Linked DNA regions of Macaca mulatta: region 1 is linked to region 2. Evidence: chromatin contacts called from public Hi-C data. All regions are on one chromosome and are shown on one strand. Each heading gives the region's core, a stretch centred on a gene start, on an enhancer-like site or on the middle of the called end of the contact. The rest is flanking DNA. Distances are from core to core; before and after follow the strand shown. Region 1 holds the start of RPF2 (ribosome production factor 2 homolog). Region 2 holds the start of CDK19 (cyclin dependent kinase 19).

Region 1 (2,758 bases), core at 198-2,697, 190 kb before region 2:
AAAAAAAAATACAAAAATTAGCTGTGGTGGTGCATGCCTATAGTCCCAGTTACACGGCAGGCTGAGGTAGGAGGGCTGCTTGATTCCGGGGAGGTCGAGGCTGCAGTGAGCTGTGATCGGGCTACTGCACTCCAGCCTGGGTGTCAGAGCCATACCCTGTCTCAAAAAAAAAATGTTTTTTAAGCCAGATTTAAAAATTCATGTAGACCAATTACCCTGTAAACTATTAAGGGAAAATAAATTCATTATTCTGACTTTATGATGTGACAGTAGGAATGGCGTATTTTTATACATTTCTGTTCAAAAAAGGGGCTTCACCTCTGCTTCCTCTACAATGAGCACCCTGATTTTTCAGACAGTTCTCTGTCATCTACTGAAAGAATTCTCCTCCCAAACAATTATGACCCTCCCTCGTCCAGTCCCATGGACACTTTGGGAAGAAAGAGACTATACATGCACTTTAGTTTCCCATGTAGATTTTAAAAATCCTCCTCCAGAGATAATGTCACATATAAAGCTTCTAATCATTTACTGGTTGATAAAGATACAAATTATTCTATCTTCTGTAACTCATTAAACAGCAACAAATGCAAATAGCGATTAACATGTTTTATTAGCTGCCTGGCTCCCAATTAATGTGTAAACTAGTCCCAATACCTAGTAAACGACTCTTCTTTGTAGTCCAAACAGCTAGAGGCATAGCAGGTGTGCAAAAAAATCTCTGAATGACTAAAACTGTCGTTTTGGATACATACTAACCTACGTAAATAGCAAGAAAACCACAGCAAATAACAGCAGGGCTGTTTAGCACAATAAATATTCTTGAACAAATTTAAAACAGGTATTATTCAAGGATAACTCAGAGGAGTGTACAAAGTCGGAAAGAAAAAAAACCAAAACTAATGAACATTTCTACGTGCTGCAGCAAAGGCTCTACATACATTCGCAAAACTAACCCTCACAGCTCTAAGAAATATGACTATGATGAGTGCTATTTTACAGAGTAAACTGAGATTTAGAGACATTTAATGACCCAAAGTCACAAAGCTTTAAGTGAACACGCCAGACTGTCACCCAGATCTGTCGGATTCCGAGGGCTGTGCCCATAACCCCACTCTAACTAACCTGTCTCATACTTCGGAAGTCAGATGTTTTTCAACTGACTAGGATAAAAGCGGCCAACGCTTCAATCCCACATCCCATCCCGCGATTCCCACCTGAGAGCTTCCCCACTGTCTCCTGGCAAGTAGCTCGCGCTGAGGAAAACCCCGGCTGGTGATCGATCGGCTCCCACCCAGGCAAGAAGAGGGGTAACCAGGAAGAGTGAGAGGCCGAGACAATACCACCCTCATCACGGGACCCTTTCACCCCAACGTTCCCCGGGGCGGAGAACCAGCGAACTTACACAACTCGATCCAGAGTGTCCATCGCTACTGCTCCCTGCAACTCTTAACTAAGTGGATGCACGTGCACCCGGCGATTACGTGCGCCGGAACAGGCAGAACCGGAAGCTGAGCGCAACGCCACTTCCGGGGACGCCCTCGCCGACGGTGCCTGGAGGTGTTGGCGGCCATTTTGATTGGAATCGCGCCCTGTTCCCTTGGTTACGGATTTTTGCCCTGGCTCTTTCCCGGAATTACAGGTGCGAGGTAATACTTTTAAGTAACATTGGCCGGGTGTGGTGGCTCACGCCTGTAATTCCAGGATTTTGGGAGGCCTAGACGGGCGGATCACCTGATACCAGGAGTTCGAGACCAGCCTGGCCAACATGGCGAAACCCCGTCTCTACTAAAAATACAAAAATTAGCCGGTCGTGGTGGCGGGCGCCTGTAACCCCAGCTACTCGGGAGGCTGAGGCAGGGAGAATTGCTTGAACCCGGGAGGGGGAGGTTGCAGTGAGCCGATATCGCGCCACTGCAAAATCCGGCCTGGGCGACAGAGCGAGACTCCTTCTCAAAAAAAAAAAAAGTAACATAGACTCTCACAGTATGATGTACACGCTAGTTGTATACTTGGAGTCAGGTATTCAGAAGCCAGATTTTATTCTTCAGGGAATCCCAGGATGCTAGAAAGGTTGATTGCACGGTAGGTACTCACATAATCACTAAAAACATTAATGTGAAATGGGCACTATTGACAACTGTGCGATCAGCGTGACAGAGTTTGTCTATCACAGTTGCCCAGTACATAAAATATGCGCAGAAAAGGTACTGCTGATCGTGATTTTTTCCCCAGTTTTTAAGTTACCACATAATTCACATACCATAAAATTTACCCCTTTAAAGTGTACAATTCATTGGTTTTTCGTGTATTCACAAAGGTGTGCAAACATCACCACTAATTCCAGAATATTTAATCACCTCAAAAAGAACCCCCTCGACACACAAACCCAGTAGCGGTCCAAGCCCCACTTCCCCCTCCTGCCAGCCCTTGGCAACCAATAATCTACTTTATGTTCGGTGGATTTGCGTATTCTGAATATACATAAATGAATTCGTGCAACGTATGGCCTTTTGTGTCTGACTTCTTTCACTATCTGTTTTTGAGGTTCATACATGTTGTAGCATGGATCAGTACTTCCATTTTGTTAGCACTGAATAATATTGCTTTGTATGGATATACCACATTTTCTTTATCTGTTCGTCAACCTAGGTACTTTTTTTTTTTTTCCGACGTAGTCTTGCTCTGTCGCCCAGGCTGAAGTGCAGTGGTGCGATCTTGGCTCACTGCACCCACCACCTCCCAGGTTCAAGCAGTT
Region 2 (2,787 bases), core at 137-2,636:
CTCAGGAGTCTGCGGCAGGAGGATCCTTGATCCCAGGAGTTGGACGCCAGCCTGGGCAACACAGCAAGGCCAGTCTCTTTAAAATAAAAGTGGGGCTTGGGGCTTCCAGGGGGTGGTGGAGACAAGTTAAGGGAGGATAAGAGGAGAAAACGTAAGATGAATAAAGGTTGACGTTTATGCAGATAAAAGTATCTCATCATACTAGTTGACTAGGAGCAGCTCTCTTTCTGGTACAGATTCCTTTAATTATGAAAATTTCCTTTAGAAATGTACATTTCTCTTTACAAAGGGACAGTTTTATCCTTTATTTTAGGCAGTAGTGGGATAAGTGAAGCATTTTCCTGTGTTGGCTGGATCTTATTTTTGCTGAAAGACATCAATATGCCAGAGTGGCATATTTTGGGGTGGCATATTCTGGACTCCTTCAGTTATAATTTGTGGTAGTGTGTCCTGAGCCCCAACACAATGAAATCAATCAACGTTCACCCTAACTAAAGGGGCTTTCTTAAATATTCTAGGAGAACCTCTCCACCATGCATAGACCGTAAAAAATCCTTTAAAATTCAACCCAAAGGATAGTTTTAAAACGCGGCTTCCTCCAGGCACTTTTAATTGTTCTTAGACAGATGGCCAAACCTAGTTATGCGAACCGCATATGCTAAGAGAAAACTGACTAGAGCGCCAAGAAAATGATGATTGGCTGCCGGAGCTCAGAAGTTGCATGTTCTTCTCTGGCCAAAGCAGGCACTAGGAAACTGCTGAAGGTTCAGTTTTTGAAATACGGTTTTTGCATCGTAAAGAAAAAAGATCAACCTATCAGGAAGAACCGAGCACATCCAATCGCCAATCAAGAGCGGGAAAGAAGCCAAAGCCTGGGGATACCCACGCACCAACGAGGACGTCATTCTCAAGCCCCCGCCAATGAACAGCGGGACGGGGGGCGGGGCAATAGGCGGACCCATTGCCCTAGAAAACAAACAAGCTGCGGTACAACTGTCCTCACTAGCCCTCTCTTCCGAAGCTACTGCAGCCAAGCCCTCAGCAAGGTGCTGATTTAATGCTTTCTATGCTTTGTGCGTGAGGCTAGTTACAGTGGAGTATCCCCTTCCCACTAAAGTAAGGCACTTCTTTCCAGTGCCTCCCCGAGAACTGCAGAAAGCACACTGGAACTTCTAGCTTTCCACCTTCACAGCAACCGGGAGCCCCGCGCTACCTGAGGGGGAGGGGCGGCCCTGGTACGCAGGCGCGCATGCTTTGTCGGGGGCGAGGCTGTGGCGGCCCGAGGTAACCTGGGAGCTGTATTTCTTAGGCCGGCGAAACCGCCCTGGCCGCTGAGGCCTTCGGGACTACATTTCCCAGGAGGCCCCGCGACCATGGGGCGGGCCGGTGAGTTCGTTAATGAGCTCGAAGAAGCCACGGCGCGGCCCACCAGGTTCCAAAACAAGGAAATGAAGAGGGGAGGCGGGACTGGGGGTGCCTGTGGGAGCCGCCGCCGCCGTCGCGGAGGAGGAGGAAGAGGTGGAGGAGGTGGCTGCTGCGGCCGCCGAGGAGTCCCTTGCTGAAGGCGGACCGCGGAGCGGCGGGCGGCGCGCGCGCGCGCCCGAGAGGCGTCTGTTGGAGAAGTGGAGCGGCGGTCGCGGGGGGAGGAGGAGGAGGGACTGAGCGGCGGCGGCCCCCGCGTCCCGTGCCTCTATGGGGGAAGCAGACAATGGATTATGATTTCAAGGCGAAGCTGGCGGCGGAGCGGGAGCGGGTGGAGGATTTGTTTGAGTACGAAGGGTGCAAAGTGGGACGCGGCACCTACGGGCACGTCTACAAGGCGAGGCGGAAAGATGGGTAAGAGCAGGGGCGGGAGGAGTAGGCTCTCTCGGGTCCTCGCCCTGCCCGCGACCTGGCGGGATGGGTGGGTCGGATCCCAGTCGGGCCGTGCCCGATGGGCGAGGCGGAGGGGATCGCGGGGTCGCGTCCCGACACCGACTCCGAGGGGCGCCCATTCCGCCCGCCTCCCCCGCGCGGTCGCCGTCGCGCCCCTCGAACTCCCGCGGAGCAGCTCGGTCCGAGGCGTCGGTCCCGTCCCAGAGGGACGCCCTCCGAGTGCTCGGAGACGGCGGCGGGACTCGAGTTGGGACCGCGGTGGAGGAGGAGTTTTGGGGTCTGGTCTCTTGGGGGAACGCAGCGGGCAGGCAGAGCTCCGCCGCGGAATTGCCGCTCCGGCCCTGTGTAGTGACGGTCGTTGTGGAACTTCCAATCGGCTGAGCGCCTCGCGGGGGCGGCGGTTTGAAACCTCGCCGGGGAGCCCGTCGGACGAACACGGCCTGGGGTCCTCGCCAGCCCGGCGGCTCTGACCCGCTGGGCACCGCCGCCCCCGGCCGCGATCTCCGCCCCCTGGGGCTGGCCGGCCCGTTGGCCCCTCTATGCGGTACTCCCATCCCTGTCGTATGCCCGGCGTCCCGGATTTTTCATTCTCACATTCTGAATTGCGTACCTTCCCCCTTCGAAGGAGACCTGATGGGCCAGCTGCGTTTCGCAAGCAGTAACTTAAGAGTTGGCTCAGTTCTCTGCTAACCACCCTTTACCTCGCAGCCCCTTGGCTATCTTGGGTATTATGTCCTCCACTCCATCCTCTGCCCGATGACTGTGGGCTGGGGCTTATCGAGTACCTAGATTATCAGGAAGGGAATACAGAGTGACAAAGCTGGGCCTGAACCTTTGTTTTCCTAGGAGTTGGGGGAGAACTGTAGGAACACCTTGGGAAGGCTTTACTGATTGTCCTCTTAAGATAAGAAG

Evidence for each region. Hi-C and Micro-C count contacts between places; a contact is called where the count stands out from the background.
Region 1: a Hi-C map of fetal cortex germinal zone shows a contact between it and region 2, with 2.9 times the contacts expected there. The contact joins the promoter of RPF2 here to the promoter of CDK19 in region 2. A contact is called at or near these places in 2 of 14 Hi-C or Micro-C datasets (fetal cortex germinal zone and liver).

The regions. Positions count from the first base shown.
Region 1 is chr4:16,062,866-16,065,623 of T2T-MMU8v2.0, reverse strand. RPF2 (ribosome production factor 2 homolog) reads right to left here and starts at 1,447. Exons shown (of 10, transcript NM_001258154.1): 1 at 1,406-1,447. The coding sequence starts at 1,428. It overlaps LOC144340263 (a long non-coding RNA gene), which reads left to right and starts at 1,532. Exons shown (of 4, transcript XR_013416162.1): 1 at 1,532-1,649.
Region 2 is chr4:15,876,554-15,879,340 of T2T-MMU8v2.0, reverse strand. It overlaps CDK19 (cyclin dependent kinase 19), which reads left to right and starts at 1,386. Exons shown (of 13, transcript XM_077999285.1): 1 at 1,386-1,836. The coding sequence starts at 1,709.